Regions from separate parts of the Ovis aries genome. Here region 1 is linked to region 2. A link is a contact called in public Hi-C data. All regions are on one chromosome and are shown on one strand. The core of a region is the stretch at or near the end of the contact, and the rest is flanking DNA. Distances in the headings are between cores, read along the strand shown. Region 1 holds the start of HOXC10 (homeobox C10). Region 2 holds the start of GPR84 (G protein-coupled receptor 84).

What was found. A called contact is a pair of places that touch in the nucleus more often than the background predicts.
Region 1: a contact with region 2 is called in a Hi-C map of liver, with 3 times the contacts expected there. The contact joins the promoter of HOXC10 here to the promoter of GPR84 in region 2. A contact is called at or near these places in 3 of 16 Hi-C or Micro-C datasets (liver, muscle and skin fibroblasts).

Annotation. Positions count from the first base shown.
Region 1 is chr3:132,525,860-132,531,313 of ARS-UI_Ramb_v3.0, reverse strand. HOXC10 (homeobox C10) reads left to right here and starts at 1,452. Exons shown (of 2, transcript XM_004006284.5): 1 at 1,452-2,314; 2 at 5,442-5,454. The coding sequence starts at 1,564. It overlaps LOC105611006 (a long non-coding RNA gene), which reads right to left and starts at 1,243. Exons shown (of 2, transcript XR_001039104.4): 1 at 1,023-1,243; 2 at 1-144.
Region 2 is chr3:132,192,429-132,197,978 of ARS-UI_Ramb_v3.0, reverse strand. GPR84 (G protein-coupled receptor 84) reads right to left here and starts at 3,122. Exons shown (of 2, transcript XM_027967225.3): 1 at 3,039-3,122; 2 at 1,188-2,605. The coding sequence starts at 2,597. The coding sequence ends at 1,407. ZNF385A (zinc finger protein 385A) reads right to left here. Exons shown (of 8, transcript XM_042246636.1): 8 at 4,868-5,550.

The DNA of each region.
Region 1 (5,454 bases), core at 203-2,702, 340 kb before region 2:
CTCCTCAGTCCACGCCAGGGCGCCCGGGGCTCAGGTCCCTTTCCCGGCCCGGCTCCAGTCCTTTGGAAAATCGAAACCCGAGGCTCGGCACCGGGGGAAATGTGAGGCCACCGGAAAGACAAAATATTCTCCAGATTCCGTTTCCTGAGGAAGGGGTAGAGAGTTTAGTTCGCTTTGGGAGAAAGGCTATGAAGAAACGGAAAGAACTATTTGAAACATACCTTGTCTCTTATGTCTCGCTTCCCCTTATTACAAAAAATAAAAATAAAAAAATAAAATAACAATTACAAAAATAGTCTCGTTCTGCTCCATTCAAAAATGCCCCCAGCTCCTTGGCTCCGTAAAGGATACTTCTCTAGGTCGGGTTTCGTCGCCTCTGTTTTCCCGTTTCCCGGTTGATACGTGACTCCCCCCCAAGCCGCTCGAGGCGGCCCCGAGGGTTCCCTCTTTATCTCTGGGAATATTCCCTGTTTTCATGGGGGGCAAGGTCAACTGGAAAGCGAGGGCCGGTAGGGCTCGGAGCAAAACAGCCGAACCAGCTCCAAGGCCAAAGCCTTGCAGCCCCTGAGTTGATAACCCCGGAGCCGCCCACCCAGCCAGGCCCAGGCCGCACTCCCCGGTTGGGGTGCCGGCGCTTTGGGTTGCCGGCTTCTTCCTCCCGCGACCCCTAAACCCCTTCGGAACCTCCCTCGCCCACGCAGCCCTAAAGCCGTCTTGACCCCTCCCTGGCCTGGCCCAGACACTGGGAACTCCCCGTCAATCCCCGCAGGGAACTGGCGACTCAACCAACTTCCATGACAGGCGGTCCCGAGCTGAACTCCTAAGCCCCAAGGAAGGAGCTCGACGAAGGAGGACGCAGGAGAGGAGAAACTTTAGTTCTGTTCGGGAGTCCTTAACTTTTTCTCTCCCTTTTTCTGCCCACAGGAGCCCTCCCCCAAACCTCACCCCACTCCCATCCCAAGGGAAGAAGTGGGGGCGGGGGCCAAGGCGAGGAAAAGAGGTGAGGAGAGGGGAAGAAGTACCTGAATCGTGTCTTGACCTTTTAATTTGAATTTGACTGTTTTGAGCCCTGAGTTGCCTCGCTCTCACTCTCTCTCGCATTTCCCCCCACCTTCTCCCGCCCCCCTCTCCCCAGGAGTTACAGGCTGGTTCCCGGGTAAGCTAACCCCATTCTCCCTAGAACCCCCGCACCCCCCTCTACCTCCCTCCTGCCCCCGTCGCCCCGGGGGCCCTTCCTTTGTTCGCGGGGAAGGGCTCCGGCGCCCCTACCCCGAGGCGGCTGCTAGGTGGCGCTGTTACTCCATGCTGCGCACTCCGCTTGCCGACAACTTGACCCCGCTGACGTCACGGCCGTCTGAATCATCAAGGCCATTTTCAAATCCCATTGGTCTAGCCGTCACATGGTGAGGCTCGAATGCGCGGATAATTATGGAGCTGATATTTCCCCCCCTCCCCTTCTTTTCCCTCCCGCCCCTTCAACCGCCCCCCCTCCCGGATGGGGAAAAAAAAAGATGTCAGCTCCTCCGCTGTAGTATTGCTCCTTAAAAACCCCTCTCTCTGAAAATGACATGCCCTCGCAATGTAACTCCGAACTCATACGCGGAGCCCTTGGCTGCGCCGGGCGGAGGAGAGCGCTATAGCCGGAGCGCAGGCATGTATATGCAATCTGGGAGTGACTTCAACTGCGGGGTGATGAGGGGCTGCGGGCTCGCGCCCTCGCTCTCCAAGAGGGACGAGGGCAACAGCCCCAACCTCGCCCTCAACACCTACCCGTCCTACCTCTCGCAGCTGGACTCCTGGGGCGACCCCAAAGCCGCCTACCGCCTGGAACAACCTGTTGGCAGGCCGCTGTCCTCCTGCTCTTACCCACCTAGTGTCAAGGAGGAGAATGTCTGCTGCATGTACAGCGCAGAGAAGCGGGCGAAAAGTGGCCCCGAGGCAGCTCTCTACTCCCACCCTCTGCAGGAGTCCTGCCTCGGGGAGCACGAGGTGCCCGTGCCCAGCTACTATCGCGCCAGCCCGAGCTACTCCGCGCTGGACAAGCCGCCCCACTGTGCCGGGGCCAACGACTTCGAAGCCCCTTTCGAGCAGCGGGCTAGTCTCAACCCGCGCGCCGAACATCTGGAGTCTCCCCAGCTCGGGGGTAAAGTGAGTTTCCCTGAGACCCCCAAGTCCGACAGCCAGACCCCCAGTCCCAATGAGATCAAGACCGAGCAGAACCTGGCAGGCCCCAAAGGCAGCCCCTTGGAGAGCGAAAAGGATCGGGCCAAAACCGCCGACTCCAGCCCAGACACCTCCGATAACGAGGCAAAAGGTAAGGCCGCCTGGGCCGTGGTCCGGCTGGGACGCTCGGGCACTGGGTCTTCGTGGCCCCGGGCGAGGGCAGGGAGAGGGTTGGGCCGAGGAGGCCCTGGACGGTCTTGGGAATGCGACCCCAGCTTGCGACTCGTGTCTGCTGAGCGCTAGGCTGGTGGCGCGTCACTTGGCTGGGGAAGGTAAGCGGCGAAGTGGAGGTGCAAGGCCGGCAGCGGCGGTGGGCGCCGAAACCGGGGTGGTGCACACCGCGGGCAGCCTGCGGGCGCCTTGTGCTGCCCAAGGCGGGTGACCGCGCCTGGGTGTGTGCTGCCTTTGGTTTGCTTGCTCTACGTTGTTGTGTTGGGGGGCTGATATCCCCCCTCAGGTCAGAAGCTTGCAAAAAAGCTTAAAATGGCGATCTTGGGCCAGAGACTAAGGGAAGCTTGGGAGAAGGGGGATTTCGCTTTACTGCGTTTTCCCAGTTGAAAATGTTTCCTGCGAAGCGCGATTTGTTGTTTGTGGATCTGATTCCTGCGTGTGGTTTGGGCTCCTGCGGTTTTTGGCTCGGCCGGGGGCCTCGGGCAGCAGGGCTGGGGCCGGAAGAGGTGGAGGTGAAGGGCTGCCCGCTGCGTCCCTCCCTCCCCCAGACGCCTAGGCCGCCTATAGCGTTGGAACAGGGCATTTGGAATGTTAAGTTTTTTGTCTTCCCTTTGAAATTTTTTTTCTTTTCCTTTTTTTCTAGTTGCATTTTTTAAAATGTAGTTTTCCCATTGGTTTCCAAAAGCAGCCTACAAATGAGTGGTTGGGAAATTGTGTGCATAGTAAGCTGTTTCCTCCTGCAAGGGAGTGTGGCTTTAGTTGGATTTCATTGTGATTTTGGTTGGTGAGGGAAAGCCTAGGTAGAGTTCAAGCTCAGAGTTCAAGATTCATTTCTGCTGAAGGAGCTGAGGGCCTTCAGGACCCTTCTCTGACACCTGGAGAAAATGTAAAGGAAAAGGGAGCAGTGGAGGGAGGCTGAGGGGGTTTTCCATGAAAAGTTGGAGCAAAAAGCATCAGAAAAGGCCCAACTGGCAGAGGAGGTGGGGGCGGATAAACTGCTCCCCATGGCACTGACTGCTGGAGGCTGTGTGTAAGAAAGGCTTTTTGGGTGCAGAGGCAGATGAAATAGTGAGAACTGAGCAGACTGAGGGCGGCCTGGGTCTTGTGGCGCTTTGTATATGGATGCGGTGCACACGCATCCCTGGCAGCGACCTGTGTCACACTCACACACACTCACGCATGCCCTCTCATACATGCACACGCACTCTTTCAGAGGGTGAGGACAGAGCCTCGCCCTCTTGGGTCTCCTCTGCAAATCAAAGGTGGGCCCTGGCAAATCAGCCCATGGAGACCCTGGCCAGAAGATGGGCACCGGTGTGTTCTTGAAGGTGAGGGGGAGAGAGGCACACACACCCGCGAAGCCTTGGTGGTGGCACGTGTGCAGCACAGAAGTTTAATTTTATACCATCTCCCCACACCATGGGCTTGGTTGAGGTACAGATTTAGGATAGGAAAAGCTGCATTCTAGCCCCACCAAAAGCAAAGTCAAGGTTAACAAGCCCACCTCCTAGCTCAAATTGCCCCCATGCCCGATAGACTCTCCTTTCTCTCCTGCCATTCCCCACACCATCTAAACCCTCCAGCCCCAACTAATCCCTCTCTGCCTTCTGCCTGTGCCCTTCTTGCCTCCATCCCCCATTTTGGTACCTCCACCAGGCCAGAGGCAAGCCAGCTTTGGGCCAGACTTCCGCACTTGTAATTTTTCCCCTTCCCCTAAACCCCAGTTTAAAAAATCAATAGCACAGAGTTATATGTGGAGAGCCTTTGAACAATTTGGAAGGAGGCTGCAAGTGCAGAGGTGGGAGCAAAATTAAGGACATTCAAGTGTTTTAAACTAGAGCCTCAAGTTTGCATTTTTCTGGTGCCTCCTGGTTCCCCTAGCGCCCCCACCCCACTCCACATCAAGATAAGATCCAGGAACCTGGCAGTTTCATTGGGCATAGAGGGGGATAGAGCACAGAGGCATCAGCAGAGTCCTTTGCTTGGTGTCCCTCTCGGGTCTCTGGACTCTGGGTTTTCTCCCCGGAAAAGATAGCCAAGGTCCCTTCTGCTGCATGAGGTTCATTTCAGCGAGAATGTGTGCCAGGGGAAGAAGCTATCCATGAGGGAAAGGGAAATAAACAGTATATTTAGAATATCTCCTAATATAAATAGACACACATGTGCATATCCCTGTGTGTGCATATGAGGAGGAATGTGTGTCGCTGCAGAAATGCACATGTGTATGCACACATGCAGATCTGCATAGACGAGGCAGGAGATTTTCAGGAGGCTGCATTTCCTCAGGATCTCTCTCCCTTGACCTTAGGTCTCTGGCTAGGGCAGTTGTCTGAGGACCCCTCAGCATGCCCCAGAGCTGTTGCTCCTGACCTCTGCTGCCTGCACAAGCTCCCTGCCTCAGGTACTCCTGGGGAAAATAGCCAGGAGAGGAAAGGCTGGCTATGGGAGATCCAGTGGGGGCAGAGCCGCTCTGTGTCACTTGGGGTGGGAGTCAGGGCTGGGGGTCTGACTCTGAATTCAGAGACGGCTGCAATGGCCTCTGGCTGCAGAGACTGGGGCAACCTCCCTGCCCTGAGTTGAAAGGGGCCAAAGCTCTCCGGGAATTGCTCAGGGCAGCGGGGTGGCCTCTGTTACCCAGTCTGAGGCCTGGAAAACACCTTTCCTTCTGGTTGGGTTTTTTTTCCCAGAGCTGGAAGGGAACAGAGAGGAGGGAGGGTCTGGTGGGGCTTAGAGAGCCCACCAGGGTCAGCAAGCTGAGAGAGAGCGGGAGTACTCAGAACCTGCTAAGTCAAGGTGGACTGGGGTGATTTAAATTTAATAGACACGTTGGAGGCAAGTACCTTCTGTCTTTCTTCACTGTAAGTTTAGACCCCAGAGAAATTCTAAAAGCCCTGAACCCAAGAGGACCCCACCAGCCAGGCCTGTGGGGCGAGAGCAGCTCCCCTGGGCTCCGTCAGCCACCCCCACAGCAAGCTGGCTGAGGCTGCAGTGCTGCGAGGGTTTGCCTCTTCCAGGGATACTTATGTAAATAATGTTATTTTTAACAGAGGAGATAAAGGC
Region 2 (5,550 bases), core at 1,873-4,372:
GACCCTGCTAGGGCAGCTAGAATGCCTGCCTGCCACTGCCTTGGTTAAGCTCAGTTCCATTTCCACAGAGAGAGGAGTTCTCCCCCATGTCTATTCTCTTTGGACTGGGCAAGGGTCAGGGGACTGGACTCAACTGGAGTGGCTATCAAAGCTGGATTTCAGAACTTTTTTGTGTTGAAAAAAAAAAAACCTGTTTGTTGTGATGGGTCATCCTGGCAGCGGTAGCTAGAGGTGGGGGCCATTTCTGGGAAGTTAAACAAATCAGTTCAGTTGCTCAGTCATGTCTGACTCTTTGTGACCCCATGGACTGCAGCATGCCAGGCCTCCCCGTCCATCACCAACTCCCGGAGTCCACCCAAACCCATGTCCATTGAGTCGGTGATACCATCCAACCAGCTCATCCTCTGTCATCCCCTTCTCCTCCTGCCTTCAATCTTTCCCAACATCAGGGTCTTTTCAAATGAGTCAGCTCTTCGCATCAGGTGGCTAAAATATTGGAGTTTCAGTTAAACAAAAAGGCAGGCTAATAGAGACTTCCCTGGTGGTCCAATGGCTAAGAATTCACCTTGTAATAATGCAGAGGACACAAGGTCGATCCCTTTTCAGGGACCTAAGATCCTACATGCTGCAGAGCTCGCCACGGCTAGAGAGTCCGAGCACCGCAAAGAGAGATCCTTCATGCTGCAACTAAGATCGGTGGCAACGAAATTTAAAAAATATTTTAAAAAGAAGAATTGGTTGTCTGGCATCCGCTAAGGGTGTCCGTGCATGCTGTCTCTTCAGGCGTGTCCAACTTTTTGCAACCCTATGGACTGTAGCCTGCCAGACTCCTCTGTCCATGGGATTCTCCAGGCAAGAATACTGGAGTGGGTTGCCGTGCCCTCCTCTAGGGGATCTTCCCAACTCAGGGATTGAGCTGGTGTCTCTTATGTCTCCTGCATTTACAAGTGGGTTCTTTACTGCTAGCGCCACCTGGTAAGCTAATGGTAATTGATTTTTTTTTAAAAAAAGAGGCAAGCTAATCTTCTTAAACCAACTCACATGATTTACACCTGGAAACCCCTCAGCTGGTCTTCTGCTTCCTGCCTCTGCTCTGACTTATGTCCCCCCAAACCCTCAACTATTAGGTTCCAGCTGCAAACCAACCCTGGCCTATTTTCTTCTTCCCCACAGATCACACCTGAACATGAAGAGGATAGAATTCATTTATTAATAATTAATAATGCATCTTGAGCAACCTAGGGCTGAAATGTTGAGTGAAGGTTGGAGAGGCTGGGTTTGGGGAGTTTGGGGGGTGGTTGTCCATGAAAATTCCCACAGGTCTCACTTTCACCTATTCCTATAACAGCTGGCCACCTTAGTTCTGGAAGAGACAATCCCAGATTCTGGTGACTGGGGACACAGTTTTAATGGAACCTACGGAAACTCTGGGGCCCTCGTTTCAGGAGGGAGCCATAGGCTTGGCGGAACTGGCGGTTCATGGCTGCGTACAGCACAGGGTTGATGCAGCCATTAAGCCAGGTGAGGTTGGCAGCCAGCATGTGGACAACTCGGGGAGCCTGGACTTTGGCATCCAGGATGTTGAGTAGCAAGAAAGGGATGTAGCTCAGGGTGAAGCAGAGGAACACAGCAAAACACATCCGGGTCACCTTCCCAAACTCTGATGGAGAGTCCTGAGCTCTCTGGGCTCCTTTAGTCATCCTGGCCTTGGCAGCCACTCCTGGAGGGTTTTTCTCTGCCATCTGCTTAGCTGCCTTACTGTTGCTCTGGTCCCTGACTTCTGATGAGTCTCCTTCCAGGGTCTGGGTGGTGGCAGCACTGACTGGCTCAGATGAAATCCCCTCGCTGGGCCCTCCTGATGCCAGCCCACTGTCCAGCTCCTGGAAGCGACCAGGCGCGGCCTCCTGTGCCCCAGCCACATGGCTGGAGCGGGTGCTTGCCTGGCGCAGCTTGTACTGATCCAGTGCTTGTGCTGCTCGCTTCACCTGCCGGTGGATGAGGCAATAGAAGACGCCGACACTGCTGAGCCCAACCACAAAATAGATGCCCAGGAGGACGGTGGTGTAGGGCTGGCCTCGGATGCGATCAAAGCTGCAGGTGCAGACTACGGGCACCAAGATATAGATTGGCCAGAGGGGAGCGAAGCTGGCCAGAGCCACCACCCAGGTGCTCGCCAGTGCCAGCACTATGCCCTTGGCACTGAAAACTTGGGGAAAGAGCTTAGGGTGGGCAATGAGGAGATAGCGTCCCAGGGCGATGAGGCAGAGGGTGAGGATGGAGACAGAGTTGGATGCAAAAAGGAGGAACCCAAAGATGCGGCAGAAGGTGGCACCAGTGCGCCAGTGCAGGTTGAGGTAGGTGTCCACTGAGAAGGGCTGGAGAAGGGTGCAATAGAGCAGATCAGCCACTGTGAGGTTGGCGATGAGCAGGTTGAAGCGGGTACGGAGCTTGGGCTGGATGGCCAAGGCCAGCAGGGTGAGCACGTTGCCCACGGTGCCCGTCACAGCCACCACAATTCCCCAGCTAACTGCCACGTAACGATAGCCCAGCACAGACTCATGGTAGCAGGAGAAGCTGATGTCAGAAGCGTTCCACATGATGGAAGCTGAAAGGGGTGGGGAGAAGAGGAAGTCACAACCTGACCTTGAATTCAGATCTCTCGAATAACTCTCGGCTTCTAGGCACCAGAATTGTTCCAGGAGCTCCTGAGCCATTCCCAAGCTTTTTCATCCCAAGATCCCCAACCTCCTCTTTCCCATTCTCAAAGATTTTCCCAAATGTTTATCTATTTTATCTATGAAGTTTCTGTCTACTCCCATCTCCAGGCCTTTTCAATATCCCTCCAGATACTCTCCCCTGTCCTTTAAGACCACCCAGCAGTCCCCTCTCCTCTGTATTCAGAATAGTCCTATCTGTCTGTAGTCCCTTCTGCCACACACACATAACAGGCCTCAGTTTTATTTTATTGTTTGTTTGTTTTTCCCACCTGGGAGATGAGACAGAGAATATAAAAGTATATCCACCACAAGAGTACTCACCTGAGTCTCCCAGCCTTCAAATCTCTCTTCAGCAGAAGTTCAACTCACTCAAAGCACAGTCCTTTCTGGTGGGCAGTCAGGCTTCAAACAAGAGGTGCTCTGCTCCTATTATACCGGCCTGAAAGAACAAGAAACTCCCCAGTTACCCAACCTCAGCCACTTCCTCCCTTGCCTCCGGTCCTACTCATTTGGCTTTAACTAGTGAAATATGGGCTTCTCTGTTGAAATTTCCTTACTACTTACTGCACTGGACACCACAAATGATGTAGCCAGTCCTGGTTAGGACAGTGGTTGTGGGAATTGAGAACAATGATCAGGATCCATAGGTTATTGAGAGGCAGATAGGATTCATTTAATGACTCATAGGAAAAAGGGTTAGGAGGGAAGACTAGAAGGACGCCCACTTTTCCAGGTGGGAGTGGTTCTCTTAATCAATGAGATAGGGAATGTGGGAAGTATCGCAGGTTTAGGAAGGGGGTAAATAATGAATTCAGTTTTATACCAGATTTGAGGTACCTGCGGGATATGCTAATATCCTTGCTCCTCTAACCTAAATTTCTTCCAGCCCCCCCAACCTTTCTCCACTTGTGATCCAGCCCTACTTTTCTCCGCCCATTTTCCTATCTGGCCACTTCTGCCCGTCAGATTTCTAGATCTCTAGGCTCTTTTTTGAGCTAGATCAACCTGAAAACAAAACAAATACACGCACAAAAAACCCCTCAAACTCCTCGTTGGGTTCTATTTCTGAACCTGTAGCAAACTCTCACCCCCAACTTGGTAACTAACTCGAGAGGCCCGATTTCCCTCATCTTCCTCTTTCAGAGTCCTCATCCCACTTTCCTTCCCCCTTTCTTCCGCAAGACTGGAAAGTGCCTAGAGGTGGAAGTGAGCAAAGTAGATGCGACTCAGGATGAGCCCACGTAGAGGCTGGATTCTGGTCTGTCCTTTTCTGTTGACCTTTTTGCTGCCCTGCCGGGCTAGAGGGAGGGAGGGGGTCACAGAATCACTGGCTGCTCTTGGGAGTGTGTGGTTGACCCGAATTCTGAAGATGGAGAGACCCCCTCCCCCGCAGACCCCTCCCCCCAGCATCATGTGAGAGGCAGCTAGTGAAGTGCGCCTTCCTGTCCAACAGACCACATAGGGAACCAGATGAGAAGGCATTCTAGTATTGTAAACAGCACGGTCCCAGCTCTTTAGTCGTTGATCCATGAAATCAAACGAACTTTTAAGAGACCCAAACTTGCTCATTTTGCAGATGGGGAAGTTGAGGACTAACCGCAAGGTCACTATTTATTTGGAGCCGAGTAGAGCTTAGAGCTCAGATTCCCAGGTCCCTCCTCCCATCTCCCCGTGCTTTGAGTGTCGCTGGCGTGGGTTTCCCACTAGAGGCACAAAAGTCTGGATCCTTTCTTTGTCTGAGACCGGGTCTGACACCTGTCTCCCTAGGACCTCGAGACGCCGACACTGCACTGGAGCGTCTTAGCCCCGCGGTTTTCTTTTCCATGTCGTTGTCGCCGCCTGGTGGAGTTGCGACGAATTCTGAACAGCCGTGGCTGCAATCCGAGACCTGGACTCGAAATGATTCCCCAGGGCCAAGTTGACACTTGAGCTAGGCCGGAGTCGGGCTGAGTGGGATGGGGAGTATTGCTCGCTTTGCGCAAGCCTCGAATCTTGCCTCCTCCCAGCCGGGTTTTCCCGTCCCCCTCCTCCTCCTGTCTCTTTCCTGGGTGCCGTTCCCCGCCTCCCACCCCCATCATACACACACACACCCCTTCTGATGGAACTGCTCCCCAAAACAGCAGGCAAAGATTGAGAGTCTGAGTCTGGGGGACGGAGGGCAACGAATCCAGATTTTATTGTCAGGGACTGGGAAAAGGGGAAGACGTGGGTGGGGGGCCGGGGTTGCTACATCGTCAAGCAGAAAGAGTTGATGTGGAGGGGAAGGCCAGTGGGGCCCGTCCCTCTCCCGGGTCGATGCTGGGAGGGCTGACGATACGGAAAGCACAGGGGGTGGAGGGAGGGAAGGTCACGACCCCGCCCGAATTGTGCAGTGGAGGTGTCTGGGGGGAGGGGACAGCCGTGAGGTCTAGGAGCTGCGATGGGGGAGGCTACAGACTGCAAATCCTGCGGAAAGGGGCGGGGCGGGGGCGAGGCTTCTATTGCTTTTTGCTCACAGTTTTGCGGAAGGCGAGGCGGGGGTGGGCTTGGACTGGACACCCCTTGCCCCCCTTGGTACCCCTTGGGCGATGGGTGCTGGTGAAAAGAATGGAATCCGGACTGGGAAGGAAGAAGGTGAGGGAATGGGTCTATAGGGGCATCTACTTGGTCCCACCCAAATGCCAGAGATGCCCCTAAGTGCTGCCCGTGGGCCCGGCTAGACCTGGGCTGGGGCATGATGCGGGGCGGGCACAGTGAGGTTGCAGGCGGTAAAACCAAAGTGCTTATGAGGGACCCAGGATCCCGCCTGCTCCCCTCCCCCTGCAGAGGACAGGGGTGATCACGGAAGCGCTTC